Linked DNA regions of Mus musculus: all the other regions are linked to region 1. Evidence: chromatin contacts called from public HiChIP or PLAC-seq data. All regions are on one chromosome and are shown on one strand. Each heading gives the region's core, a stretch centred on a gene start, on an enhancer-like site or on the middle of the called end of the contact. The rest is flanking DNA. Distances are from core to core; before and after follow the strand shown.

The links. HiChIP or PLAC-seq counts read pairs in DNA pulled down with a chosen protein or histone mark.
Region 2: an H3K4me3 HiChIP or PLAC-seq map of embryonic basal ganglia shows a contact between it and region 1, with 6 times the contacts expected there. The contact joins two enhancer-like sites. A contact is called at or near these places in 1 of 15 datasets of contacts at CTCF or cohesin (the NIH/3T3 cell line), 7 of 484 Hi-C or Micro-C datasets (CD4 T cells, cerebellar granule neurons, embryonic stem cells and 2 more), 4 of 115 datasets of contacts at active chromatin or transcription factors (astrocytes, embryonic basal ganglia, embryonic forebrain and 1 more) and 3 of 9 other capture datasets (adipose tissue, embryonic stem cells and liver).
Region 3: a contact with region 1 is called in an H3K4me3 HiChIP or PLAC-seq map of embryonic basal ganglia, with 3 times the contacts expected there. The contact joins two enhancer-like sites. A contact is called at or near these places in 2 of 115 datasets of contacts at active chromatin or transcription factors (embryonic basal ganglia and stem cell-derived neural progenitor cells).
Region 4: an H3K4me3 HiChIP or PLAC-seq map of embryonic basal ganglia shows a contact between it and region 1, with 3 times the contacts expected there. The contact joins two enhancer-like sites. A contact is called at or near these places in 1 of 39 promoter capture datasets (neural stem cells), 1 of 15 datasets of contacts at CTCF or cohesin (the NIH/3T3 cell line), 4 of 484 Hi-C or Micro-C datasets (LSK cells and embryonic stem cells), 4 of 115 datasets of contacts at active chromatin or transcription factors (cardiomyocytes, embryonic basal ganglia, embryonic forebrain and 1 more) and 2 of 9 other capture datasets (adipose tissue and embryonic tail).
Region 5: an H3K4me3 HiChIP or PLAC-seq map of embryonic basal ganglia shows a contact between it and region 1, with 4 times the contacts expected there. The contact joins two enhancer-like sites. A contact is called at or near these places in 2 of 484 Hi-C or Micro-C datasets (cardiomyocytes and trophoblast stem cells), 2 of 115 datasets of contacts at active chromatin or transcription factors (embryonic basal ganglia and embryonic stem cells) and 1 of 9 other capture datasets (embryonic stem cells).
Region 6: an H3K4me3 HiChIP or PLAC-seq map of embryonic forebrain shows a contact between it and region 1, with 7 times the contacts expected there. The contact joins two enhancer-like sites. A contact is called at or near these places in 2 of 484 Hi-C or Micro-C datasets (Sertoli cells and embryonic cerebral cortex), 10 of 115 datasets of contacts at active chromatin or transcription factors (craniofacial prominence, embryonic basal ganglia, embryonic forebrain and 5 more) and 2 of 9 other capture datasets (adipose tissue and embryonic stem cells).
Region 7: an H3K4me3 HiChIP or PLAC-seq map of embryonic basal ganglia shows a contact between it and region 1, with 3 times the contacts expected there. The contact joins two enhancer-like sites. A contact is called at or near these places in 7 of 484 Hi-C or Micro-C datasets (embryonic fibroblasts, embryonic stem cells and nephron progenitors), 4 of 115 datasets of contacts at active chromatin or transcription factors (astrocytes, embryonic basal ganglia, fibro-adipogenic progenitors and 1 more) and 1 of 9 other capture datasets (embryonic stem cells).

Annotation. Positions count from the first base shown.
Region 1 is chr5:111,722,836-111,726,782 of GRCm38.p6, reverse strand. No RefSeq gene overlaps it. Among named protein-coding and RNA genes, the nearest start is that of Gm36481, 17 kb to the right of the region's middle. Within about 2 kb of position 1,897, at least 65 of the 459 cell types and tissues checked have an H3K27ac peak or open chromatin away from gene starts, as enhancers often do. A contact at or near this core is called in astrocytes, embryonic basal ganglia, embryonic forebrain and 2 more, where this site is marked.
Region 2 is chr5:112,131,877-112,135,823 of GRCm38.p6, reverse strand. No RefSeq gene overlaps it. Among named protein-coding and RNA genes, the nearest start is that of Gm30032, 13 kb to the right of the region's middle. Within about 2 kb of position 1,938, at least 54 of the 459 cell types and tissues checked have an H3K27ac peak or open chromatin away from gene starts, as enhancers often do. A contact at or near this core is called in astrocytes, embryonic basal ganglia, embryonic forebrain and 1 more, where this site is marked.
Region 3 is chr5:112,108,489-112,112,435 of GRCm38.p6, reverse strand. Gm30032 (a long non-coding RNA gene) reads left to right here. Exons shown (of 4, transcript XR_880589.2): 3 at 800-893. Among named protein-coding and RNA genes, the nearest start is that of Gm30032, 10 kb to the left of the region's middle. Within about 2 kb of position 2,060, at least 29 of the 459 cell types and tissues checked have an H3K27ac peak or open chromatin away from gene starts, as enhancers often do. A contact at or near this core is called in embryonic basal ganglia, where this site is marked.
Region 4 is chr5:111,391,690-111,395,636 of GRCm38.p6, reverse strand. No RefSeq gene overlaps it. Among named protein-coding and RNA genes, the nearest start is that of Mn1, 24 kb to the left of the region's middle. Within about 2 kb of position 1,631, at least 85 of the 459 cell types and tissues checked have an H3K27ac peak or open chromatin away from gene starts, as enhancers often do. A contact at or near this core is called in embryonic basal ganglia and neural stem cells, where this site is marked.
Region 5 is chr5:112,028,241-112,032,187 of GRCm38.p6, reverse strand. No RefSeq gene overlaps it. Among named protein-coding and RNA genes, the nearest start is that of Gm36794, 84 kb to the right of the region's middle. Within about 2 kb of position 2,022, at least 20 of the 459 cell types and tissues checked have an H3K27ac peak or open chromatin away from gene starts, as enhancers often do. A contact at or near this core is called in embryonic basal ganglia, where this site is marked.
Region 6 is chr5:111,429,796-111,433,742 of GRCm38.p6, reverse strand. The region is part of intron 2 of Mn1 (meningioma 1); the gene reads right to left. Among named protein-coding and RNA genes, the nearest start is that of Mn1, 14 kb to the right of the region's middle. Within about 2 kb of position 2,217, at least 13 of the 459 cell types and tissues checked have an H3K27ac peak or open chromatin away from gene starts, as enhancers often do. A contact at or near this core is called in embryonic forebrain, where this site is marked.
Region 7 is chr5:112,000,472-112,004,418 of GRCm38.p6, reverse strand. No RefSeq gene overlaps it. Among named protein-coding and RNA genes, the nearest start is that of Gm36794, 56 kb to the right of the region's middle. Within about 2 kb of position 2,063, at least 46 of the 459 cell types and tissues checked have an H3K27ac peak or open chromatin away from gene starts, as enhancers often do. A contact at or near this core is called in embryonic basal ganglia, where this site is marked.

The sequences.
Region 1 (3,947 bases), core at 648-3,147:
GTCCCAAACCAGGGCTGGCATCTTGTAGACTGGAGTGGGAGTGTGCTTAGAATAATGGTGGGGTTCCTAGACGTGCCTGTTGTCTGCTTCAGTTTCTCTACCATGGAATGAGGTCTTTCGGGACACAGGGCACACATGGTGGGGCCTGAGTCTGGTTTGTCACTGACAGAGGATATTTATAGACACTTACTAAACGACTAGCTAATGGGACTCAAGTAATGATCTCTTCCCTGCCCATTTGGCCTTGGGAAGCAAAGGTCTTCTAGTGGGATGAAGACTACCCCAGCCCCAGGCCCAGCCCCAGCCCCAGCCCCAGCCCCAGCCCCAGCCCCAGCCCCAGCCCCAGCCCAGCCCCAGCCCCAGCCCCAGCCCCAGCCCCAGCCCCAGCCCAGCCCCAGCCCCAGCCCCAGCCCCAGCCCCAGCCCCAGCCCCAGCCCCAGCCCCAGCCCCAGCCCCAGTCCCAGCCCCAGCCCCAGCCCCAGCCCCAGACACCTAGCAGCTGGGGAACCTGAGGATATGATTTTATTTAGAAAAAGGGTCTTTGTGGATGTCATTAGAGGAAAAGGCAGCTTGGGCCAACAGGCAAGAGACACTTGTGTTGCCAGAAATGACAGAGTCCAGGACACCCTCCTTAGAAGTCTCAGGAGAGCAAGGTCCATCCACACCTTTAAACCTTGAGTTCCAGAAATTCGGGAAACACATTCCTGCCTGTGCTGAGGAATTTCCTTATAAAGCCTTAAGACACAAATGCAGAATGACGGCTGACGGATGTGACCTGAGGACTGGGGGACCTAGGAGCCTCCCAGAGTCCCCCTTGGTTGTCGTGTGGCCAATTCCAACAAAGTGGCCTCTGTTGGCTCAAATGAACGGGGCAGAGGAGACAAGGAAGTGAGGATATGAGTGCCCAGATCAACCTCCTGTCTAACCTTAGCGAATGCCATCTCCTCGAGGTCTGGACACAATCGCGCGGGCCCCTGGCAGTCAGTCCTTTTCATCATGTGAGGTCTGCAGCCCTGAGCAACAGACTCATTCAGAGCCTCAAATAGCCTTCAGCTCCCAGAGCCTCCGACTTGCCAAGGCTGCATAGATACAGCCAGACCCTCCACAAGTCCCCTCACCCCACTGCCCAGGTGCTGCCTGGCCAACCTGCTCCTCCTCGGGGCTGCACCCGGGAGCTCACTGCAGACTCTTCATCTTCAAGGAAACAGAAAGCACACTCTTCACCCACTATAACTTCCCAAACAAACTGGATTCCTATAACCATAAAACAAAGCCCAAATGAGCTGGCCCTGGCCCAGGAGGGAAGGCGGGAGGAACCCGGGTGCCGGAGGGGCTGTTAGTTGCCAGGCTGGCTGCACGGATTTCGACACCTCAGCCTTGCAGTCGCTTAATATTCCAATGAGCACCCGAGCAAGGCATTAGGAGCGAAGGAGTGCATGAACGCCCTCAGAGCTGGGGGAATATTACTCACCAGGTCACGGTCGGCTGCATAAAATACAACCCTCATATATCATTATAACTGCCAGCCAGCGACAGTTATAATTGAGACGGCAATAACTAGGAGAGAGTTCTTTAATTTAACATCCAATTATTACAAGTTATCACTTCTTAATAAATGTAATATAACAGACAATCAATGTTGCATGCGACGGCCCAGACTGCAATGGGACGGGAAATTTATATCCTGGGGAAAGAAAAAATATACTGTGTGTAGTGTGCGTGCGTGCGTGCATGCATGCATGTGCGTGCGTGCGTGCATGTGTCTGTGTGAGTGCTTCGGCTTTCTAGTCTGTAGAGCTGTGAGTGTGCCAGCTATCTGGCTATAAATAGCTGGGTTTGCCTAGGCAGCTAGCATCTCCACATTTGCATATGTACAATAGCCCCAGGCCAAGGGAACGGGAAGAATGAGAAAGGGGAAGAGATTTCTTCTCAGGGCTGCAGGCTCCTCAGAGGAGCTGCAAGGGGCAGCAGGGCCCAGCGGGCACAGGGCCCAGGGTGGCAGCTGGGACAATTACTCTGAGCCTTAACCAGGCCGAGCAAGTTTTTTTTTTTTTTTTTTTGGATTTAAATGTTGGGGTTCTTTTTCTGTTGTGTGTTTCTTCTGTTGGCCAGAGAGAAAAGGAGCCCTTTATGAGTGAGCAGCCTGGCACCTCTTTGTATAGTAGAAGCATCGGTGCATCCAGCACCCCCATAAATGAATACAAATGACCGGCACCCTAGGAAGGATCCCATGTCTTGTGGCTAAACTTCCACGGGCTTGTCTTCCACTGGATGGCAAAGCTCTGACTCTTTCCCTTAGACTCCTGTGCCATTGTTGGCCCCCTTGTTATAGAAACATGCTCATTTGTATATCCATCCACATGACTGATTTCACCGGGAATACCTGCCATTCTTGACATCTCCACTCTCCAGTGAGTAGGGTTGCTTTAGTCTGGGGACACTGGACACAGGGTACTGCTGTATGTATTTGGGGACTGTGGGGGCTTCCCCACATTCTTGGTGAATACCAAGAATGAGCCCTGGGGATCACTCAGGGTCCAAACATTTCTGCTTCGGTTCTAACAAATGACTACTTTTGCCAGTTTTCCTATCTATCGGCTGTGTTCCGGTTGCTCTGTTTTCTTTGCCAACATTTGGTGCTGTCAGGTTTATTGGCTTTAGCCACTCCAGGGGGCACACAGTGGGAACCTATGCCAGAGGACACACAGTGGGAACCCATGCCAGAGAACGCACAGTGGGAGCTTGCTGTACTCCATCAGCACTTCCCTGAAAGCTTAGGACATTCCTCACTTTAATTTAATGGCTTTCCCTGTTTGTGTGGCTTCCCTGTTAAAGCGTCTGTTTGTTTAATGGTTTGCGTGTTTTCTATTGGGTCCTCTGTTCTGTTCTCCCTCCCACAACCTTAACCACTCTCCCCTTCCTTTCCCTTCTCTGTTAGGGAAGAGGTGGTTATAAATCTTGATAGAATCTATGGGTTATTTCTTGTTCTATGCAATTCAAAATGGTGATCATCTCAAAGGTGGTCTTGATGATCTCTGTGGAGGAGCAGGAGAGCAAAGGGGATATATTTGGTTCACTGGAACTCACTGCCATGGCCCTGTGTGAGGGGAGCTGCCCATCTCCCTCAGTGTCTACACACCCACCTGTGGTCTGGCTCCTCGATGACCACAGGTGACAGAGCTGAATACAAGAGGTGCCGCTCCCAACCCCAAGGAATACAAATCTCCTAAAGAAAACAGAAGATTCTCAGAGAGCTCGAGATTGAGGCAGACTTCTTAAACAAAATCAAAAGTGCAAGAAGTACATGAATAAGAAACCCAACAACATGCTGGGTTGCTGAAAAGACATTTTGCTTCTTCTTTTTTTGTTTTTTGGTTTTTTGAGACAAGGTTTTCTCTGTGTAGCCCTGGCTGTCCTGGAACTCACTTTGTAGACCAGGCTGGCCTCGAACTCAGAAATCCACCTGCCTCCCGAGGGCTGGGATTAAAGGCATGTGCCACCACGCCCAGCTCAACATTTTGCTTCTTAAAAAGACATTTGTTAAGAGAAACTGACAGGCAGGCAGGTCATTTGATCTGGGTCCCTGGTTCTAAACACTTGTATATGCCCCTTCGTTCAGGACAGGTGACAACACACCAAGATTAACCGTGAAGGAAACCTTTGCAGATATGCCTGGAAGCCCTTCCCCACAAGGGGTTCATGGAAGGAATACAGCATGCTCAAGAAAGCTCTTGCTCCAAGCTGGAGAGGGGCAGGTAGTGTGTGAGGGTCTTGAAAGAGCCACCCCACCCCATGCCTCACCCCATGCTTCCTAGGCTCCATCCTCAGCTCATGGGCTAGCTTGCATCTCTGAAGCATTTCCCCTTTATCTGTAAGCCCTCTGTTTGCAGCTTCATGTCTGGTGCATCTCTTTGTCCTGGGGTCAAGCCTAAGCTTAGGTATGCTCT
Region 2 (3,947 bases), core at 689-3,188, 410 kb before region 1:
CCCTTGATGCTTCACAAACTCCTTCTTTCCCTGTGGTTCCTGCCACACATTCTTGCCTGCTGGAGACTGGGAACCACATGACACAGATGTGAGTTAGTCATCCAAGGCCCCTCTCAAACTTCCCACTTCTAGCTGGCCCCAGACCATCCAGACCTTCTAGCCAATCTCAGATATAGTGGCCCACCCAGACAGTCTAGACTCTTGGCACTCAGAAAAGCCACTGAGTACTAATTAGCCATGTACTAGTGAGTGACAATGAGTAAACAGATGTTGCTTAATACTGCCAGATACTGGGTCATTTTGTTACACAGCAGTAGCTAGCAGCTACACCTCTATCATGAAGACTTGCCTCGAGGACCAAGTATAACTGTGTGAGAAACAATGTTGCTGTGTGTGGAACCCTGACTCTGCCTGGCCTTATGCTCAGATGTGGGAAGAGTCCAAATGTGTGCCTTCAAGGGCAGAGCATCCCAGTGCCTCACACACAGGGCCTGGTGTCTATGCATTGGCTGTTGGATACTATTGAGCCTGAGACTCTTAAGCCTTCCTCTGGCTTGGGTGTGGGTTCGAACTATGTGTCTAGAGGCTCTGGTGTCTCCGTTGCCCAGGGTTAATTGGGAGGCAGACTTTCTTGTGGTAGAGCTGTGTTAGACCAAGGCAGGGCAGGCAATGGAATGTGGGCCAACCTCAGCCCATGTGTGAATACAGACTCTGAGGTCCCAGCTCAGCCCTTGAGTCAGAGAGAACATTGTAACCAAAGTCCAGTGGGTTTGTGTGCCTGGGTTCCAGTGCACACCAGTTTATCCACAACACACCCTGCCCCATACACACAGACAAAGCTAGCTATGCTAAGGGACTGGTAGGCATGTAAAACATTTCCAATCCAGTGCAGAAGGACACTTTGGTAAGATACAGTACAAACAGCTAACAACTACAGACTTTAAATGGGAAATCAAACCCTTGCTCCATGCCTTTGCTCTGAGGGTGGATTTGATAGATGTGGTATTGCTATCTGCCACACCCTGGTTCCCTTCCCCTATAGGTCTCTCTCTGTGACAGGGCACAGTTAGCCAGCACCAGGTGTCATGGCCCCGCTCTGCACACCACCACGCTGGCATACACAGTGGTGGTGCAGCAGACAGCACGAGCCATGCGGAGCTGTGTTTGACATTGTCGACTGGGAAAGACGCTGGCCTTGGGCCGCACTCAGCAAACTGCTGGCTGGTGATTCTCCTCTTCTTTCTCAGCCTCCTGAGGACTATGACCATAGGTTTATGCCACCAAATCTGGCTCAGTAATACTTAAAACAAACTTTCCTCCATTTCCTGGGTAGGTAATGGGGGCCCAGAGACGTTAAGTTACTTGCCCAAGGCCGCTTAACACACTGGTGGCGTAACCTGAGTCCATTTGTTTGAACATTTCAAGGCAGGGGATTGGAAAGGAAGGCATGTCAGCAAGCGACACGCAGAGGACATTGTACCCTGTACTCTGCGTGAGTGACAGCTGTCAAGGAGCCAGGCACAGGGGAGGGCTCTGGCGTCTCCATAGCCGTCTTTTATGGGAAGCTGGCATCTTAGAATCTTTACCAGCTCAGGGCTGGGAGGGTCTCCATGGCCCTACTGTGTGTGATGCAGAGCCTGCCCTCCTATCCATCCGTGCTGCCAGGGCACAGGGCCAAGCTCAATTCACTGGGGCCCTCTCTCTTCCTTTCCTGTCCCTAGAGCTCTAGGGGCCCAGCAGAGAGGCCTAGGGTCTGGCAGGCTGGGTGAGGGCTTGTTATCCACAGGCTGATGGCTGCCACTGAAGACTGCCCGAGGACATCCAGGCGGGAGCTGTTTCTGAGGCCTGCTGTGCCCGGAGAGCTGGCTGCCAGTGTCTGTGCCCAGGGTCCGTGTGCTTCTTCACTGACTCATTAATCCTGATTAACAGAAAAAGGCAGCAGGCGGGGGCCCTCTTAACAGGCAAGCGGCGGCTGGCGTGCTTTCACCAAGCACAGTGGTGCCCAGGAGACTCAACATCGATGAATTATTCAAACCAGCCAAGGCAGGGAAACCCAAAGACATGGCGTGGTGGCACCTGCCCCCGTCCTGCCCCCGGGGCTGCTGTACCCTGCATCTTGGGGCACAGGCCCAGGGCTCCTTGGTGACTGTGCTCCGACCCCTCCTTCTCAGATGGAAGTTGAATTTGCAATTGATTGTTCCCAAGTGCCTTAGAGGTCTAGTAATGGATCCAAAATGACATTTCCCACCTGCCGGTCCCCGGGGGACACTGAAAAGGGTTTGTGGATGGGCCTATGATGGAGAATGTGACAGGGGAGGCTCAGAAGAGGGATGCATGTGTGTATGCATGTATACATGCATGTGTGTGTATGTATGAACATATGTATGTATGTGTGTATACATGCATGTGCTTGTATGTGTACGCATGCTATGTGCATGTGTGTTTGTGTGTCTGTATGTATACATGCATGTGTGTATGGGTGCCTATTGGTGTACACGTTTGTGTGTGTGTACACATGTTTGTGTGTGTATGTGCATGTACACATGCACATGTGTTATAAGTATGTAATCGTCTTTTTTTGGTAATGTGTCTACACATACGCACATGTGTTATATGTATGTACACATGCATGTGTGTGTATGTGTATATGTCACACAGTAGCAGCAATGCCTGGAATGTTAGGAGAGGAACCGCCCAGGGCCCAGAATAGAATACCACACCAATGGGCTGAGGGAGTATTTGGAGAATACAAGGGGTAAACTGAGGTTGGAAGGGGGACAGGCACCTGCCCCAAGTTGCTAAGTAACTGAAAACCATGGAGCTGGGCTCACAGCCCAGGCTGATTTGTCCCCAGCAGACTGACCCATGGCTGGGCACAGGCAGTGTGCCAGGCCTTGAGTGAAGGGTTTTGTTCCCTGGCATCTTCATGATTCCTATATTGATTCCCATGAGGAAGTGGAGTTCACAGAGACTGTGCCTCAAGGTAGGCTGGAGAGAGGCAGCCTTGAGTGCAGAGTGGTCCTGTGGGGTGCTGGGCCTACATTGAAGTTAGTGGCTCTGGGCCTCCCTGTATGCCAGGAATACAGTCAGTGAAACAGCCCTCCTGCCCAGACTGGGCATGCTGGGGCTCATGCTGCCACCTCCCTTCTGTCCCCAGACATGTGGGTGTAATCAAGTTTTCTTTTTTTTTTTTGTAATCGACTTTTCTAAAACTGTCTTTATAGCACCCATGGCATTTGGGGAGTTTGAACAAAGGCCCGAGAAGAGATTTCTGGACAAAGGGTGCAGAGGACCTGGATGTCTGGGCGCAAAACTAGTCCCTCCCAGGATGCCTGCTGTTAGCTGTGAGCAGGGTTGAGCATCCACAAGGCTTTCCTGAGTAGAGGCAGAAGCTGCTAATGGGTTGGAGTCGGGATGGGGCCTCTGAGCCCAACCGTGATGTGAAAGGACAGTGGTGACAGAAGTTTGGGGCTTGGCGAGCCTGTCACTGTGTAAGCCATTTACTCCTGAGCACACGTCAGGAGGTCGGCACCCCCAGGGCTGGCACCACCAGTGTCAGCATCCCTGGGGCCAGCATCCCCAAGGCTGGCACCCCTGGGGTCCCCTGGGGTCCCCTGGGGTCCGTATAGTGTTCATTTCTCAGAGGAGGAGACTGAAGCTCAGAGAAAAAGCTCAGGGGGAATAAAAGAGAGAGGATTTGAACCTGGGGTGTGTGACACCTAAGTGGGGTGCACTGTGCCTGGAGTATCTCTGTCTAGTCTTGAGCTTCTTTCACAACTCTGAGGTCCTGTGTCCCTTCCTGAGGCAACTGTTAGGGGTTCATGTCCTGAAGTCCTGGAGGAGGCATGTTGGCCTTTCAAGGCCCTGTCCTGAGAGAACCCCATCTTTCCCAGAGCCCTCCCCCCTCCTCAGCTCTGCTTTCTATAAACAGTGAATGACCTGGGTGC
Region 3 (3,947 bases), core at 811-3,310, 390 kb before region 1:
TGTGTTTTTGTTATAATCCCAGGTGTAGGACATGGGGTGGCTTTGGGCTGTCTGCAGCAGCTGACTGTGATTTGCCTCGTGCTCTGGCAGCGGCATGATTTTGCTAGCTACAGATTCTTTTGCAAATGTATGACATTTGGAATTCTGGGGACTCTTGAGTGGGTGCAAAAATGCTAGAGCCCTGAGAGGGGCTGTGATGGGGGATGTTGCTGCCACTCCTCCTCTTCCTCCTCCTTCTGCTCCTCCCCCATTCTTGCTCCTTCCGCTCCCCTTGCTCCTTCTGCTCCTCCTCCTGCTTCTCCTCTTGCTCTCCCTGCTCCCCCTCTTGCTCCTTCTGCTCCTCCTGCTCCTCTTCTTGCTGCTCCCCCTGCTCCTTCTCCTCCTGCTGGTTGCTGGTATCCTGAAGATGAAGATCAAACTTGCCCCAAGGATGCCCCTAATCAGCAGGAAGCAGCTTAACTTGATATGGACACCTCCTTTCTCCTCCAACCTTCTTCCTCTCTTACCTAGTGTTGGGGGATTGGAAGGGATAAGGGTGGAGCAAGGCGTTAGAAAAAGGAAACGCATAAAGGGAACCCTTGGCCATCAGTGGAGCCCACAGGTGAGTTCTAGGAACTAGAATGGGGTGGGTGTGGGGTGGGTGGGAAGGTGGGTAGACACTGCAGCATGCAGGAATGGTGGGGTGGGGGAGGGGCAGAGTCAGAAAGTGGAAGTCAGGGAAGGCCCCAAGCTTGGCCACTGGTATCCTGCTGTGCAATTTTGGGCACATCACATGATTTCTCTGATCCTTGCCTTCCAGGGCTGGGACTGGGAGCCTTCAGCACAGGATGGGATGGAAGTGTGGTTATCAGGTGAGGTACCTCACTGAGTCTGGTACCCACTGGCCATAGCAGGTATGTCAACGCTGCCGACATGCAGTGGTGACCCGTGAGGGTGGGCTCTGGAGTCATGTGGACTGGGTTCAAACTTCGCTTCTTGGCTGTGAGAATTTAGGCAGCCTTCTGCTGCTGGAGCCCATGTCCCTGACTGGCAGGGTGGGGTCTGGTCCTTCACTGCCCTGTGTGGATGGTTTATGGATATGAGAAAGCCCCATGCATCAGGTGTACACTCAGACCATGGACTGCTTAGAATTCACAGGGAGTTGAAAGTCAGTACCAGGCAGGCCATAGGCTCTTAGCAGCTGTCAGGTATGTGTGTGTGTGTGTGTGTGTGTGTGTGTGTGTGTGTGTGTGTTTGTTGGGTGGGCATCAGGCTGTGTCTGCCAAGTGGGTGGTCATGGGGTTTGGAGGGTGATGTGAGAGTGTTTCTAAAACGATCTCCTCCCAAGCTTGCTAACTTACTGTGTGACCTTGGGCCAGCCCCTCAACCTCTCTGGACCCTGCTCCCTTGTGTGTAAATCCTGGAAAGGTTTACTTAAGTGCTAAGGTTTTGTTTGTTTGTTTGTTTGTTTGTTTTCTTCTTCAGAGCCTTAAAAAAAAATCGATGGTTATAAAGGTTTGTGGTTAGCGAGAACCATCTGCCCCAGGCAAAGACCAGACCCTCCCCAACCTTTCAGGCAGAAATAAAACAACAAGCAGCCGGTTTTGCAAATTGCCATCTCGGAGGTCGTAAGCACTGGTATCTGCTTTTGTGCGCGACTTGATTGAAATTCTTCTGCGATGGCGGGTGTCCCCACCATCAGTGCCTTAATTAGAAATGAGGACAGTCACATCGGCATAAATTAAATCAGACTAAAGATGATTAACAAAGTAAATGCAAGGAATCATTAAATTAAACCATTGTGCCAGGTCCTCTGCCTATCTATCACAAATTTGGGCTGCTAATGAGGGTCTTAATTAGTAAGTTAGGTCGAAATAATTCATGCCAGTCACTCAGAGGCAGACCCCCTTTCCTCCTCTGCATCTTACCCGGTCTTTCTGCTTCCAGCTCCGAATGCAAATGCATCGGGCCGTGGACCACGGACGGACATCGCTGACAAATGACATCATTCTCCCATGATCAAACCCTCCTGGCACTGGATGTGTTTGCTGTGATGCCTGGGGCGAGGCCCCGTTCGCCACAAGGGGCGAGATTAGTCCTAACACAACTGGACTGCAGATAGATGAGACCTGGTTCTGGATTCATCAGCTGGGAGGCAGAAGAGTGAGGGCTGCAGACAGGAGACTTGAGGGGTCATAGAGTGGCCCAGGGTAGACCTGGGGACTCTGGTGTTGGGTTTTATAAAAAAGAAAGGCAACCCAGGGATACGTTTGGTAGAGGCATGGTATGGTGCAGGGGAAGTGGGTGCCTCTGTGGGTGTGCACCTCTCCCCTGAGGTACCATAGTATAGAATTAGAGTTTAGGGCACAGAGAGGGAAGTTGAGGGGGTAGTAGAGACAGAGAAAGGTAGAGAGAAAGGGTCAGGGAAGGGGGAGAGGGAGAGTAGTAGAGGCTGGCCGTGAACATGGAGAGAGAAGGGAGGGGAGGGGAATGGGAGTAAGGGAGTAAGAGGCTGAGGAGGGGGCAGGCAGCCCCTTTTATACTGAGGCCAGCACACCTGGCTGTTGCCAGGTAACTGTGGGGTGGAGCCTAGAAGAAATGCTAACATCTGGTATCCCAGGATTCCCTGCTCTTCCCAGCTGTGTTCAGCAGATCTGCTCACACTCCCTATCTACTGAGGAAGAATCAGAGAGGTGAATGGACTTGCCTAAGGTCACACACAGAGGCAGAGCCTGACTCAGCAGCCCATCCTGGCTCTACCAGTGATGGCCAGGTGGCTGGGTGGCAGGTGGGCGTGGATGTGTGGTAGGAACTCAGAAGGGAAAGCAGAGTAGACCAATTGAGGATGGGCTGGGGAGATGGAGAGCCTTTGGTGTCAGAGACTTGGCGTGGATATCAGAATCTGCCAGTGATGTCTACTCACCGAGTCTCGGTTTCCTCATCTGTAGTTTGGGTGCAATGAATATCGACTGGTGTGAGCTTTTTGAGGTTTCAGTGATGTCTTGTGAGATGTGTGTAGTGAACGATTCTTCTGTCACCATCCTGGTGGTTGTCTGGGGACTCAGTTAAGCTTTTGGATTGCTATGAACCCTATGAACCCCAATGACTCCTTCATCAAGACGCAGATGGGTTGGGTTCTCCTGCCCTCAGGAACGGGCAATCGGGAAGGCTTGATATTTGAGGTCATCAGACTGTTGGCTGGGACACAGGAGTGATGACGTCCCTGTCACATGGCAGGCTGGCTAGCATCGGTATTATTGGCCATGGAAGCCATCCAGTCAGGGGTGGGTTCCAGGGCACAGTGTGGCTCCAGCTGCTGTTCCTGCCTCAGCTGCTCAAGTCTGAGTGGGTGCTGTGGCCTAGATAATGTCACCTCCACCTTCCCCAGAGGTGACCATGCCTCATACCTGAGTACTTTGTGCACACGTTCCTTTCTATAGCAAAAGGAATTTTTGTGTGTCTGTGAGTTGATAACCGGTCTTAGGCTAGGAGCCGATCCTAGATAGAGAGTCATAGTGCAGTGACAGGTGTCTCCCTAAGCACACACCTGGGGTGGGAGGGGCCTGGTCCGTGGGAGGGGCCTGGGTTCATGGGAGGGGCCTGGGTCCTAGTTGTCAGTCAGAACACCTGTGACTGCTTCTCCCAGATGATTTGGAAAGAGACTTCATTGAGAAAGATGATTTTAGTGGCAGAGGTAGTGTAGACAACAGAATACCAGGTAACTCATATCTATCTATCTATCTATCTATCTATCTATCTATCTATCTATCTTTCATTCATTCATTCATTCATTCATTATTTATTTATTTGGTCAAGGGTGAGTGACAGAAAACATTTCACTCACTTTTGGATGCTCACAGCCAAGGTCATGAAAATTGTTACCTATTTCCAGAGCCTTCCATTGCCCTGAGTAGAAAGTCTTACCCTCTGCTAGAGTGTGTGTGGCTTCTGGTGTCTTCTTTGCTGTG
Region 4 (3,947 bases), core at 382-2,881, 330 kb after region 1:
AAAGCCGGCCTCGGAGATCTGCCTGCTTCTACCCTGGGTTCAGGGATTAAAGGTGTGCGCCAATACACTTGGTTCTTACTAGCTCCTTTTAAGTCTAATTCCCATGTGTAGACTCTCTTTGATCTAATTTCTCATCAAGTCTTCCCTCTAAACCCAAAGGCACACGAGATGTCAGGCCATGGAGTCACTTGAGACTCACTACTGTGGTTGCCAAATTCATGGGCCCTGTCAGAGTCACCACAGAACACACCACAATGTAGGACTTTCAGAGTGAGCTCCAGAGGTTCTCTCTGCAGATCTAGAGTAGACAGGGCCATAGGGTAGGCAACTGTCTCAGTTTGCCCAGCTCTGAATGGTACAGAGGAGATAGGGGCTCAGCCAGAGCAGCCCTGGGTAAACTGGGTTGCTGGACCCATCTGGTACAGGGAGCCCTGAAGAGTCAGTACTCCCAGGTGGTGAGATGCAGGGCTTCAGGCTTCCCTGCACCACATGCTGAGACCCAGGAGGAGTCTAGGACAGGACGGAGCATACACACAGAGGCAGTCGATATTCCCCAGAGTGAAAGCAATTCCCCCCTACCCCAAGATCTGCCTCTGCATCCTTCAGCATAGCAGGTGAGCATGATCAGTAACAATTAAAAAGTGTTGATCAGCTCATCTGAGTGGGGACAGCAGACTTGTTGGTATTTCAGGGGCCAAGTTTCCCAGCAGCCCCCAGCTGGGCACAGCTGAGCTTTAGCTTCTGGGAGCTGCAGGGTATTTGGAATAAAGGCTCAACCTTGGAGAAGTATTAATGAAAATGTCACAGGCACTAAAGTCAAAGCAGATGTGAAGCCAGCTACACAGGCAGACCTAGCTGATAAGAAACAGCCCAGGAGAGAATAAAAACCTCTTGAGATTAGGTCAAGGACAGAAGGGGGGAGTAGGCACCCAGGGGTCCCCCCATGGCAACTCAGGGGAGCCTGTCGTTCCTGCAGAACAAGCTGACATTTCTGTGCTGCCGTGTTATATATTGACATCCCGACAGGGCAGCGTTTGGAGGCCTCCACATCAGCAAATAAATATTACGTCTCCATCTTCAGCTAAGCAGAGCTGTGGTGCATTCCTATTACTTCATGTGGATTAACCATCTGGAAGTTGAATCAAGCCACAGAGTAAAGAATGGGATCCAATTTTGCATTCACCAAAATAAGCCGTACTAGTCTCAATTTATGGCAGATGGTTATGCAGTCTCAGCGGGCCAAAGAATCTCTCTGCAAAAGAATAAAGTTCATGCCAATTACTGTAATAGGAACCGGTACAACAACTGTGTGAAGCTGACGAAGATCGCAGTGATCGCTGAACAGCTCGTAAACCGTGGGGGGGCCAGGGAGCAATGGGCACCCAGTTAATTCATTAAGATAACGGGAGAGACGAGAAAGCACATGCAGTCATAAAGCAGAAATGTTTCCTCGCAAAATGGGAGAGAGTTGAGAGGCTGTTGTTGGGTCACTCGAGCCACAGGCAGGGGGGAGGAAATGGTTAACGGCAGGAGGCACTCAAGCCAGGAATGGGTTAAATCCTGGGCTGCTCTGTTCCAGTCATTCAAAGCAGACCTGGTCTCAGAATCTGGCGTGAGGCCATTGTGGGTGGAGCCTGGGGGTGAGTGGCAAGAATGAACCGGTGGGAACATTGCAGGCTGCTGCCAGAGGGCCAGGCATACATGCACACCTTTGGGAAAGCGTCTTTGGCTGCAGCAAGCTCAATATGCCTGGATGTACCTGTCCATGGCAGTCTGGGGAGAACGGAGCACTGTATGGAAAGAACACTTTGAGTTCTCCCTGTGAGACTGGCTTCAGGTTACAGCACTGCCTGGCTCCTATACAATGGCCCAGTGTTTACATCTGTCTTTAGATGAAAACTGCTATACTCTTGTAACAGGGTGACCAACGGTCCCTGTTTGTCCATGACTGTCTTGGTTTTAGAGTCAAAGTCTGGCCTCCCAGGAATCCTTTGTCCTGGGCAATGCACGCTGGCTGGTGACTCTAGCTAAGAGCCCAACCAGGGCACGAAGTGTTGTTTTCATGTTTCCTTGTCACAGAGCCATGTCCCATGTTAGTGTCGACAATCCAGACTTTCACTGGCGGGACACCAAGGCTCAGAGGGGTCAAGCTTCATTTGGGGCCTATTGTTCAGTAACGGGGGTGGGTGGGCAGGCATCGGAGTACATGTGCGAGACGCCAAAGCCCTTCAGCCAGCATGGCCTCTGGCAGAGTGTGAGCAGACAGCTCCATGCTAAGACTCCGTGGTTTCAAGCACACTTGCAGGGCTCACTAGCAGGAGACGGGTAGCAACAGTAAGGCCTCCGAGCAAGCACAGGGTCACCATCTCATCCCAGCACTTCCCCACCTCCCAGCATCCTGAGATGATGGCTGCCGCATAGCTGAGCCTTGGGGTAGATCGCAATGAGATGTGAGATCTAGGGCAGTGAAGTCCCACCATGGACAGCACTAACATGCACAGATCCAGACCTCAACCTCATGAGTAGAAAAGCTGTGCCTGTCACTCAGTAGGGGCTGAGAGGAAGACTGGAATCCCAATAGATCCCATATTAACAGGATCCTGAATTCATGGCCCACTAGACCGCCAACAGATACTGTCCTCAGCCAGATAGGCAATGCTGGGCAGGAGTGTAGGGGAAGTGGTCTCTGGTGAAGTAGAACAGCCCTGACCTCAGGGTTGCTCCACCCGGGGATTTACAGGTCAGGCTCCCCTGACACCCCAACTGCTGTCAAGCACACTTAGAAGGAACACACCACAGGCTCCTGGAGACCCCTCATGTCCACAGCACTAACACAAAGCCAGCTGGAGGTTGGGGGGAAGACATGGTACTACTGAGGTAGGGGGCCTCAGTAGGGGGGCAGAGCAGTTACCACCCCTTCCATATTAGTGAGACCTCCGAGTGTGGAGTCTTAGGGTTTGCCTGCCACCATGGAGAAGCTCAGCTGTGCCTCAGAGGACTTTATGAGGAGACATTATGAAGATGTTGGTTATCAGAGGTGGCACATGCTGACAATCCAGCATGAAGTTGGATCTTTTGAGTTTGAGGCCAGCCTGGTCTACAGAACAGGGCTACACAGAGAAACCGTTGTCTCAAAATGCACGCACACACACACACACACACACCACACACACACACACACAGACACACACACACACACACAGACACACACACACACACACACACACACACACACACACACACGTGTGCGCGTGCACGCGCTGAGCGGCAAAGCTGTTCTGCTTTTATGCAATCCACATGCCTGAAGCTCTGCAACTGGAGATTGGAGTCTGGACAAGCAGGTGATCTGTGGGACCCTTGATCAGAAGGCAGTCTGCCTCCAGTTTTAGCAGATGTACAGACGGTAACACCTACCTTACAGACATCGTAAAGCTGCAAAACCAGTGTGGGGTCTCCTTGGACGGCCGGCATTGGAGTTGTTTTTGAAATCAGATGGGGCTGGTAAGATGGCTCAGCGGGTAAGAGCACTGATTGCTCTTCCAGAGGTTCTGAGTTCAAATCCCAGCAACAACATGGTGGCTCACAACCATTCGTAGTGACATATGACGCCCTCTTCTGGTGTCTAAAGACAATGTACTTACATATACTAAATAAATTCTAAAACAAACAAACAAATAAACAAACAACAACAAAAAAAAAAATCAGATGATGTCTTAAGAGAAACAACTGTGGGCAGAGATCTAAAAACCTTTTAGTGAGGTGTTACCCTGCCCACGTGGGGCCACACGCCTCACCCTGGGGTGGATGACGCCATACCTCTCTCTGTGATACCAAGGCTCTCTGCCTGCTCCAGGGGCAACATGAAGAGCTGTCTAAGACTGTGGTACCAAAATCTCAATGAACACCTTGGCCGTTTACAGAAAGCTCGCCAGACCCTGATCTGTGCA
Region 5 (3,947 bases), core at 773-3,272, 310 kb before region 1:
CCACACCTCTTTCAACAGGGCCACACCTCTTTCAAGGGCCACACCACCTCCAACACTTCCTCCAACAGGGCCACATCTCCTCCAACAAGGCCACACCTCCTCCAACAGGACCACATCTCCTCCAACAGGGCCACATCTCCTCCAACAGGGCCACACCTCTTTCAACAGGGCCACACCTCTTTCAAGGGCCATACCACCTCCAACAGGGCCACATCTCCTCCAACAAGGCCACACCTCCTTCAACAGAGCCACACCTCCTCCAACAGGGCCATGCCTTCTAATAGTGCCACTCCCTGAGCAGAGCATATACAAACCATGACACCTTGCTTAGGTCCAACTGATGACTGACTTCAAAAATGGTGTGGCACAAGCTGGGGTTTTCAAGCTTCCAAGTGTGTGGCAATCACCCTGCCAGTTCTTAGGAACTCACATAACTCCGATCCCTCATCTCCTGTGATGAGGAAGTTGGTAAGCATCTCTGTTTTGTAGCATTGAAAACCAAGCTGATGTATTTTAAAATTCGGCACTGTTCCTGGCCAACAAAGCTCATCCTGCTCTATGGATACCATGCCCAGGCCTCTGTTGCTCTGGCATGGGACGTCATGAATTGGGGTACAACTGGTGACGGCTCTGCACTACTAAGGTTCAAGTCCTGCCTCATGCTTCATCACATCACCTGGGACTTGTTCCTGCCCTGATCTGGGTTTTGTTTTCCAATCTGTGGGGTGGGTTGAAAAGGTGATCTGTAAATGTCCTGCCAGTTGGGAGCTTCCTGGTGTGGCAGGCTCACGTCTCCTTGGGAAGTTACCATCAGTGTGGTTGGTCCTCCTGGGTCCGTGCCTGCATTCTTGACCTGTTAACAGAGGTTAAGGGGCACCCAGAGGCCACAGACCAAGCTGTCTGTTCCTTGATAGTATGAAGCCTCCGCCCTTGCATATACCTCTCAACTTCACAATCACACTGTTATGCACAACCTACATTCCTTTTTAAATGTTTGTTTGTTTGTTTGTTTGTTTGTTTTCCCAAGACAGGGTTTCTCTGTGTAGTCCTGGCTGTTCTGAAACTCACTCTGTAGACCAGGCTGGCCTCCAACTCAGAAACCCACCTGCCTCTGCCTCCCAAGTGCTGGGATTAAAAGTGTGTGCTACCACTGCCCGGCACAACCTCATTTCTTTGCATCAGATCAATCTTAGAAGCCTCCTGGTGCCACTGGAAGACTTGGGATTTGCAGTTAGACAGGTGGGGCCATTTCTGCAGACAGCTCAGCAGTGAGGAATGCTCCCTGCTCTTGCAGGGGATCTGGGTTCAACTCCCAACTCTCTCCCTCCCCATATTAGGTGGCTCACAACTGCCTGTAACTCCAGCTCCAAGGGATCTGATGCCCTCTTCCGGGAGATCTGTGCTCATGTCTACATGTGCACTGACTCACACAGAGACAATTAAAAGTAAACAAATCTAGGTCAGTGGTGGTGGCTACACCTTTAATCCTAGCTTTTGGGAAGCAGAGGTAGACAGATCTCCAAGTTCAAGGCCAGCCAGAGCTGTATTGTGAGGTCTTTCTTGTCTTGAAAAACAAGAACAAAAGAAAGCAAAACAAAAAACAGAGAAGGGGAGTGCTTGGGGGAGGACAGTTTTTCAAACAGTGTAAGATTTGTTGAGATGCAAGAGGTGTAGTGTGGGCCTGGCCAGCTAGAGTGGGCTGAAGGAAGAAGAGAAAAGCAAGCCTCCCATAGGAAGACCCTCCATTTATGCTGAATTTGAAGTAGGGCAGTGGATGCAAAAACCCTCAGCACAGTGTTTGATGTGCATTGTGTGTCCAAGAAGACACTGAAAGGAATGAAGTTTCCCAGACTGGTGGGGACCCAGAACCTCCTCCAGCCCTGTCTGAGCCTGACATGGCTCTGTCTATAGCCGTCCTCTCCTTCTGCTCCTCCGCAGTTCCGTGGCTAGGTCTCAGCCCCTGTCCTTCATCTGACGTGACAGGAGAGGGAGGGATGCAGAGCCGGGAAGAGGGACTTGAAGAAGATGGATGCTGGCACTGTTGCCATGGCAACCACGGGACGGGCAGGAGGCCCGTTGCCAGGAGTGGTCCCTGCTTTTCCTGGATTCCCAAGCCTTTCAGGGAAGGCAGGAGATGTATCAGGGACTCGAGGATACAGGCAGGCCCTGAGAGACGGATGGGGGTTAGTGATATTTTAGCAGTCTCTTCTGGATTCGTGGGAAGATCTGCTAGTCCCTGTGCTGAAAGATGGGGAAAGAGCAGAAGGAGGGGTGTGGAGAGGGCAGGTTTCCTAAGCACCTACTATAGCTGGTATGTACAGCTGGTTTCTGCACAAGAGGCATCGGGTAAAATCTATAGAGAGATTGTAGTTCAAATCCTGTCTCTGCTTCTTCCCATTTGAGTTGTCTCCTGCCTCCAGACCCTGGTGCCCTGTTTGGCAAAGCAGGTGATGTTGGATGATGCTATGTGGCTTTGCCTGTCTCAGGCTCGTGGCCCAGAGGCTTCTGGGATAGAGGCATGCCTGCTAGGCTGAGTATTGTTTGTGCCTTGCTGATATTGTCACATGGCTTGTAGGGAGGGATCCAATTTACTTCTTTATCTGTGCCTGCCTGTTTTCCTGCCTTCTGTTAATAGACATTTCTTGGTCTTTTGGAGAAGAGAGTCAGGGACTCAGGTCAGTGGTCACAGGACAGGCTGATGATAATGAAGGCTCTTACAGGTAGGACCTGCACAGTGGCAGGGCAGCTTCCTTGCCATGAACCTCACAGGAATTCCTAATAGCTCCAAGAGAGAAAGTCAAGGTTCAAAGTAGTTGCACAAGTCACCTGAGACAGCACAGTTGGCTCCTACCTGATATGGGAACTTGGAAACTGGTGGGTTTGCTAAGAATAAAGTGGTGGTGAGGTTTTTAGGGCTGGGGCCATGGGCTTGCCACAGAGCTGCTTAGTTCTTGACTCCGTTGAGTCCTGGGGATCTGAGAAGGCAGAGGCGAGCCAATCAGCAATCTCTGCAATGCTGAGGCCCGTTTCTCCCATTGCGACTGTGTCGCCATGCAGACAATTCTTAGCATAATTTCCCACTTACTGCGGGTGCCTGACGTCATATTCCCCACCCCCTGCCCCATGGTCTGCACCCCCATCCTGATAATTTTTTCTAGCTGTTTTTCTGTCTCAGGACTGACTTGAGCCAGTGAGAAGTAGGGGTGGGTCTAGCCCCATCCTGTACATGTGGACACCCGGCTCTTCTGTGTTCATGGTGTCTTCATATATCAGCTGCTCACACTGCAGCCCATGTGTCTGTACGAAGTCCTCAAGTTACTGGGAAGGAAGTAGGAAGGCACAGAGGAAGAACTCGGAAGCGGGGACAGGAAGAGAGAGAGGACCAGAAGAAGAACTCAGGGAGAAAGGAAGAGGACCAGAGGAAAAACTTTGGAGGACAGAAAGAGAGGCCCAGTGGGATTCAGCCTGGAGAGTGGGAAAGAAGAGAAGTGACCCCTTCCAATGTATACTGAAATTAAAAATAAATCTATATGTGCATGTGTGCATGCATGTGTGTATGTGTGTGTACATGTGTGTGCATATGTGGGATGTGTATGCACACAGGGTGTCAGAGGACAACTTTTAAGAGTTAGTCTTCTTTGGTGTATATCCCCAGGATGGAACTCTGGTCACCAGTCACAGCCACAAGCACCCTTACCCACGGACACATCCAGCTAGCCCCAGGTGTACATTTTATATATCAAAGTTGATAGGGACAGAGCCATCCCCTCTCTTTGACACTTGAGGTACTTAGTGACCTGTCTTTGTCCCTTGTTACCTTACCCTTGGAGGTGTCAAGGAGACAGTACTGAGAACCCAAGCCCAGCACTACTGTGTTTGTGGGGGTAAGTCTTCCCTGCTTCACTCCTTTCATGGGTACAAAGTCCCCCCCTCCCACCTGACTTCAC
Region 6 (3,947 bases), core at 968-3,467, 290 kb after region 1:
GGCACTCTAGAAAGGTTTGGAAATTTCTGGTTTGAAACCTGGCTTTGGTCCATACAAAACTCAGCTGGATGAGATTCTGTCCCCCATTCCCCACCCCGAACCCCCGTGAAAAAAGAAAAGGCCTCAGGCAGGCTCACTGGAAGCTATGCTGTGTGATCTTATCTGAGTTGCCTGACCTCTCTGGGCAGTTCTCTCAGCTGGGAGATGTCTTAGAACAGGACCATTAAAGACAAGCATTAAGTTTCTCCCATCTTAGAGCATTCGCTTTAACCCTGTTTCATGAATGGAGACAACACAGAGCTGTGTTCTGGGGTTCTGTCGTGTTCTTCAGTGGCAGCGATGCCTCCCACCCTGATCACCTGAGTAAGGCAAACCCACCAGCCAATCCCAGGGAAGCCGAGACAAGCACAAAACACTTTCGCTGTGTGCTGTTGTCTCTCCTATACCTGATCCCCTGCCCAGAACAGTCATTCAGGCAGACACTGCTGGACCTGGCCCCCTAGTGCAGCCCCTTGCTGTGAACCCAGGACAAAGCAGGTCCTTCCCCAGCTGTCACCTCTAAAGGAGCTGGCCTGCAGGCAGGCAGACACAATCAGAGAGAATCATGGAAACTCCCCACGCTGGAGAGGTGAGGCCACTTTCAAGGGAAGAGCCAGGGCCCAGGGGCTAATTGCTCAATGCATCAAAAACACCCCAAGCCTACAGCAAGAAAAAAGGAAGGAAACCCACCCGGGGCAGATGCAGCCCTCTGCCTGTCTCGGCCTACACGTGCATGGTCAGTCCCTGGGTTCCCCTGCAGCCACGGGGAGCTGGGGTGCTGGCTGCATCTGCCTGCTCCCAAACACACTCATCCATCCTACCCCCAAGTTCAAATGAAACTTGCTCCTGTTTGGGAGAAGAATTTCATTAGGGGGAAAAAAATATAATATGAAAATACCCATTTAGAAGGAATATGCTATTAATTCTTAGTACTACATGCAGAAGGGGAAAATTGCATTTTTATCTAAATGGTTTTTCTGCATAAGCCATTTACAATGTACTTTGCTTCTTGTAATAGGCCCTGCTAACCATTAGTGCCGGGACACCCAGGCTGAGAGCTGAGATCGCCCTCAAATTACTGTAACCCCTCAAATGCTATTCAGAGGGGGGACTCAGCAAAAGGGTTGGGATCCTCTTTTTTTTTTTTTAAGGAAGAAACAAAATATTGCTGAGCAGGAGAGAAATCAGAGGAAGACAGGAGGCCATAGTTAAAACCAAAAACAAATGCCCCTCTCACCAGCTGCCACACCAAATCCCTGTTGAGTTTTGGTTGTGTGGTTCCAACCATCCAACCAACCCTGCCCGTGCAGGATCCACGCAGTACAGCACGACGGTGCGCATGTCCTCGTCAAACAAGCAAATAAGGGTAAGACGGAATTCAGAACATCAAAACAAACTATTTTTAAACACGGAGCAAAAACAGCGATGTGAGGTGGCAAGACGGCTGTTTCCCACTAAACCTCGTTTCTCTAGCTGTGGAAGCCTACAGCATGCAGACAGCAGCACCTAATGCCACACAGAGGTTCCTCCTGGCAGTTCTGAACCCTGCTACTCGGAACAACAACAACGGAAAGCTCACCACGAGAGAAGTGGGGTCGGCAGCGGGGCCACCTCTGGCTTCATGTTCGTCCCCCATGGCATCTTGTGTCAAGTCGGCTCAAACTTCAAAAACAGCACTTTTTTCTTTTTCTCAAAGTGTCTTTTTTTTTTTTTTAATCTCCAGTTTTCTCCTTTGGATTCCCAAAATAACTACTGAATACCAAGTATGGGAAGCTAAATTAATTCATTAAAAAGAAGCAAGGCTATGGCAGAGGCAGGGCGTGGGGCTCCCTCACTATCGTGCCTCTGGCTGCCGTCTTCTGGCATGTCCTGGCCCATAAATTCTTATTACCAACCAGGAGCTCAAAATGTCATAGTCACAGTTAAGAAAGGTAGCCGGTGTGCCCCCACCCTGCCAAAGTACCCCAAACAAGGGAGATGGGGCGCTGTAATTACAGGAAATAACTCCGGTTTTAAGGGTTAGATAAAGACCCTCTCCAAATTTAAAGCCAGACACCGATGTCCATTAGAGTTTAACAGACCCACATAAAAAAAGAAATCGTGTCCTCATCCTTCCAAAAGCCCGCTTCCTCAGAGCCTCAAGTTCACTGAAGGTTGGTGCAGTGCCAAAAACACCCAGGCTGGGTCTGGCTGTGCAAAGACGAGGCCTCGGAGGGAAACATGGGAGAGTCAAAGCAAGGGGGGTGGCCCAGGGGCATCTCAGGAAGATGTTTGCTCAAGAATTGTCATCACCTAATTGAGCTTTATGGTGGCAGTAGCTTCAGAAAGTGGAGTTTTCAAGCACCACCTCAGAGATAGGCACGGATGAGGAGCCCACAGACAAAGAGGGGCAGTGGTTGAAGCGCCCACCGTCAACGTGACACATGCACCCTGTGGAGACTGTGTTCAGAAAGACTCTGGGTCAGTCTGCCATCTCCTTCCTTCCTTCTGGCTTAAGAGGCCCTGGCATGGTTTCCCTTCCTTCTTTGGAAGTGCACCCACACATTTCTGAAGTTACACACACACACAGAGGCCCATATACCACCATTCCTACTGCTCATTACAGTGAGAGATGAGCAGGGGGCCCCAAACCACAGTGAGATGCCCCAGGCTTGGGGGTCATGACACTTGCCTCCCAGGCTTTTAGGAATTAATGCTCATGAACATCCCAGAGTCCCAGGATGGGGGCATCAGAAGAGGCTGTGTTCTATGCCTACCTCCAAGGCCCCAGGTAGTGGGTACAACGGAATAGCTACCATTTCTCTAAAAGTGTACAGCTAAAGGCCACTGTCCCCTCTTCCTGTGAAGGGACAGTGAAGGGATGGGGGCGTGGAGGTTCTCTTCTGTGACCAATGACTGGATTACTTCACTAATGCATGCATGTATGCATGTGCACATGTGTGCGCCCGTGCGTGTGCGCACAGACCCCTCTAACCTCACACGTGCTCACAAATGCATCTCACACTTCAAACACAAAATACATGCTCGATCACTAAACGAAGCCAAATAATACTGAAACACACGAGGAACTTCACGGGCCCTCTCCCAGAGGCCCAGCAGTATAGCCAGTTCAGCGAAACCTGATAATACCGAGATCAGTGAGCCTCCACCTCACACCGAATGAAGGCCAGAACTTTGTCTGAGCTTTGAGGAGTGAAAATTATCTTTCCATTTCCTAGTAAGAGTTCTCAGGCCTTAGCTCAGAAGGACATACATGCATGTACGTACACACATACACAGAGAGAGGGGGGAAGGGAGAGGGAGAGGGAGAGGGAGAGGGAGAGGGAGAGGGAGAGGGAGAGGGAGAGGGAGAGGGAGAGAGAGAGAGAGAGAGAGATCCCGAATCATTTAGATATATCTGGAGCATAAGGATCAGGCAATCACTCCCCCTTCAAAAAAAAAAAAAAAAAAGCCAAATCCTGGCCTTTCTCTCAGCCACTAGCAAGCTATGCAACAGTCAGCTGCAGAGATAAAATGATAACCAGTTTCAACCGGACAGGCCTTTCACTGGGGTGTGAGGGTTTCTGGTCCCTTTGCTATGGCCCCTTCCTATACCTGCTTACCCCAAGTCAGGAAATCTCCCTTCTGCTAAATCTGTCACTAACTCGAGTTCCCTCTCGCCTCACCATTCAGAAAAAAGGATAAAAATATCTCCTGAGTGGGAGGTCAGTGGGAGCTATGACGGGCCTGCGCCTGCCTCAGGGACTGAGGAAGAGAAGGCCAGCCCACAGGTCTCCAGGGGAAAAGCCACTCCCCATCCCATTGTCCCTGGCTACTGACCGACCACGGCACATCCTCTCATCTCACTGCATCTGTAGGACATCTCTGAGGGGGATATTTCTGTGGTGTGGCTCAAGCCACCGGAGGCT
Region 7 (3,947 bases), core at 814-3,313, 280 kb before region 1:
CATTTCAGTGAGCATGTGTGTCACTGAGTATGACATCATCACGTAGGGCCAACTCCTCCTGTTGCTGCTACCCTCCCTCCACTGCCTCCCCCCTCTCCATTCCAGTCCCTTCTCCCCCATGGATCCCTCCTCTGTTTCCATTCCATGTGTATCCATGCTTAAGTCTGTGAGAACAAATGTGTGATGTCTGTCTTTTTCCACCCATTGCTCCCTCCCCTGACTCTGTGTCCCTCCCTTGAGACCTCTAGCTTTCCCCATAAAGTCTTTCTTTTTTCCCGTGTAGTAGATGTGTGTGTGTGAGTACACAAGTGCACACACACACACACACACACACACACAAACACACACACACACACATATATATATATATATATATATATATATATATATATACACACACACACACAGGCACACACACATATATTTATATACACACCCACAAATGCATATATATATATATATACACACACACACACATATATACACATACACACACACTCACACACAGGCACACACACACATATATTTATACACACAGGCACACACACATATGTATACACACACATATATTTATACACACACACAGAAGCACACACACATATACAAACATATATATACACACACAATGCACACACACACACATATATATTTATATATACACACATATACACATATATATACACATAGAGGCATACATACACACATACACATATATACACACACAGGCACACACACATATATTTATATACACACACAGGCACACACACACACAGAGGCACACACATATATTTATATACACACAGAGGCACACACATATATGCATACACACACATATATGCATACACACACATATATATTTATATACACACACAGAGGCACACACACATATATACATACACACAGGCACACACACACACAGAGGCACACACACACATTAAAATTCGATGTCTCTGCAGCATTTGTCCTTCTGAGCAGGCTTATCCCACTTAACGCAATGATGTCGATTCCCCATGCATTTTCCTGCAAAGGGCACAGTTCCATTCTTTATGCCTGATTTCAGCTCTGCTGTGGGCGTGGCTAATTCTCTAAGGGAAATGAGCTGAGGAGCAGGAGCAGTTAGGCGGGGGTGGGGTGGCCGTGAGGCTGCTTTAGACACATTGACTTTAGGGTACCATGGAACCCCTAAGTGAAGAAATAAAAACCCAGGACTCAGAAAGCAGGGTCTGATGGGAAACACTGAAAACGAAGAGGCCCGGGCCCTGATGCTGCTGTTTCTCCCTAGTCCCCGAACCCTCACTGAACCCCGAGCTTATTGGTACCACACAATTAGGTGCCTAATTGCTCTCTAATTGTTATGTGCCTTAGTCTGTCTTGCTAGACAAATTTGTTAGCTCCTGGAGGGCAGAAGGCTTCTTATCATGACCCCGGGTACCAGGTGGGGGTGGGGTGAGAGTCTGAATGGCAGAGGAGACTACCTGACTGGCTCATCACTCTTGTGGTTGCCTTACCTCAGTTTTCCCCTCCATGTAATGGGAGTCCTCGGCCCTGTGACCTTTCCCCCTGCCCCCCCCCCACCCCTTTCAGGGATTTATTGGTGTTTTCTTTGAGGGCTGAGACCTCTGCATGGGCTCCCTGGACAGGTCAGAAATTAAAACAAACCAAAAGAAACCTAAAATAGTAAGAAGCCGATCATGTATGTGCAGAGGCAGTGGCAGGCGAGTCCAGAGGAACGGGTTTCGTGGTTATACAGACAAACAAATCACTTCCCCAGGAGCTTCTTAGGGGAATTACAGTTCCTGGAAATGAAACACAAACAGATTATTAAGAAAGAGCTCCCCGTTGGGAGAGAAACAGTATTTACAAGAGAAGATGTGCCTAGCTGGACCTCTAATTGCCGTTCATTATCTCATATTGATTTAATTAGCTGCAGTGCTGAGGTCTGAATCGGTTCTGCCCGCAGCAGCAGGGGCTGTGCGCCTTAAGCGCCATTGACCTAGGCCTTCACCTTAGTTCACGCCTCCTCCCCCAAACCTAGGGTCAGCTGGCAGGGTGCTCTGGTGCTGGCTGTGGGCCGGAGGCGACCAGCCATGTCCACAGCCTCCTGAGCCTCTTTGTCTGGAGCGCCTCGGCCGGGTGGTTGTGAAGAGCTAATTATCTGCAGTAATTAGCGTGTGTTCATAATGAGGAATCAGAGTGGCTCGGAGTGCGGGGAGATACCGGCCCAGGCTGACTGCAGACCCGGGTGTGCAGGCAGCCAAAGTAAAGAGAGATGCCTTCCCAGGGTGCTCCCGAGGCCCCTAAGGGTGTCTCTTCTGCAGGATCTCCACCCAGGCGGCATCTGACCGTTCGGCCACGTGTGACCTCTCATCTCTCTCCCTGACCCAGAAACTGAAGCCGAACAGCTGGTTTCAGCTGGGAAAGAGGCGATTAGCGTTCCCTCTAGTGGGCATCTGGGACCAATTGTTGTGAAGATTTGGGGTTTATAATTGCAAGAGATTAATGGGGGAGTAGGCCATCAGGCTTAAGAGGTCGCTAATTGCTCTTTTAACATAATTGTGTCCAGGCAGGAGAGAGGGAGGGAGAGGGAGAGTGGAGTGGCCCATACACTGTGTGCACACCGCGCGTGCGTGCACTGAGCCCCTGGCTTGGCATGTAGACTCACACTGTGAGGACAGTGAGGTGGCTTCTGTGGGGATTCTTGTACTGGGGATACAATAGACAATGAGGTCAACCTGAGTTGCAGGGCAAAATAGAGAATGGGGGTTCTTTCCAACTCGACATCAGGTAAAAACCCTCACAGCATATTGTGCCTTGAGGAGGGGCAGACAGGTTTTATTTTTCATGCAAATTCTTCATTTCTCAGTACCAGGAAGGCATGGAAATTTCCCATCCTGGTCATAGTAGGGGTGTGTGTGTGTGTGTGTGTGTGTGGGAATCAGCGATCAACTAGTAATGTCTGCTTTGGCCGAGGGAGAGACTTATTTGGTGTGGATGACACACATTGACCTCTTTAATAGAAGGTCTATGTCTTTATTTTCTTTAGTATGGAATTAGACTATCAGAGAGGAGACATGATTGGTCTAAGTCCCCTGGGTCTCTTAAGAATGCCACAGTGAGACCTGGGGAAGGGTTTGAGAGTCAAGAAGGGGATGGTTCCCTAGAGACCCTTTCTTCCTGGCTGACCCGTGGGAGGCTCACAGTGACTTGTGCTCAGCTGTTAAAGCAGAGGGGGAAGACGGGTCAGTGAGGAGCCACCCATTCTGCCCTCCACACTCTGGTTGGTCACCATTAATAAAGAAACCAGCTTCTTTGAGCTCTTGCTTAATCAGCTCAGAGGATATCTCTCTGGTGACCACTCACTCCATGTTTTGCACCACCTTCGCCAACCACAAAGATCGACTGACTTGTTTATCTAGGTCCTTATCCCCCAGACATGTATGTATGCAACTCAACATCAGGTAAAAATCCTTGAAGCATAGGGGAGGGGTAGATAGGTCTTATTTTTCATGAAAATTCTGCATTTCTCAGTACCAGGAAGGCAAGGAAATTTCCCATCCTGGTGATGGGGAGGGGGGATATCAGTGATCAACTAGTAATGTCTGCTTTGGCACCTTATCTTGCTTGTCCTCATTGGTCCTTCATCTATTATAATACCCATCTCACTCAACCACAGTTGCTTCTTCAGCCTGGCCATAGCCTCATCTAGTCATTTTTATGCAGTGGTGATCCTGAACCGGGGGGGGGGGGGGGGAAGGACACTCAGGCCGGCCGTGGAGGTCCCTGGTGGGGTGTCCCTCTCACCCTCCATTTGTTTCTTAGTTTTCACCCCTTTCCTCTCTGCTTCTGCAATTCTGTCCTCTTCTTTCTAAATCCCCTCTCATCCTCTCCTTTCATGGGAGGAGAATTCAACTAGCTTAATAAGGAGACACTGGATGGAGCCTGGTTCC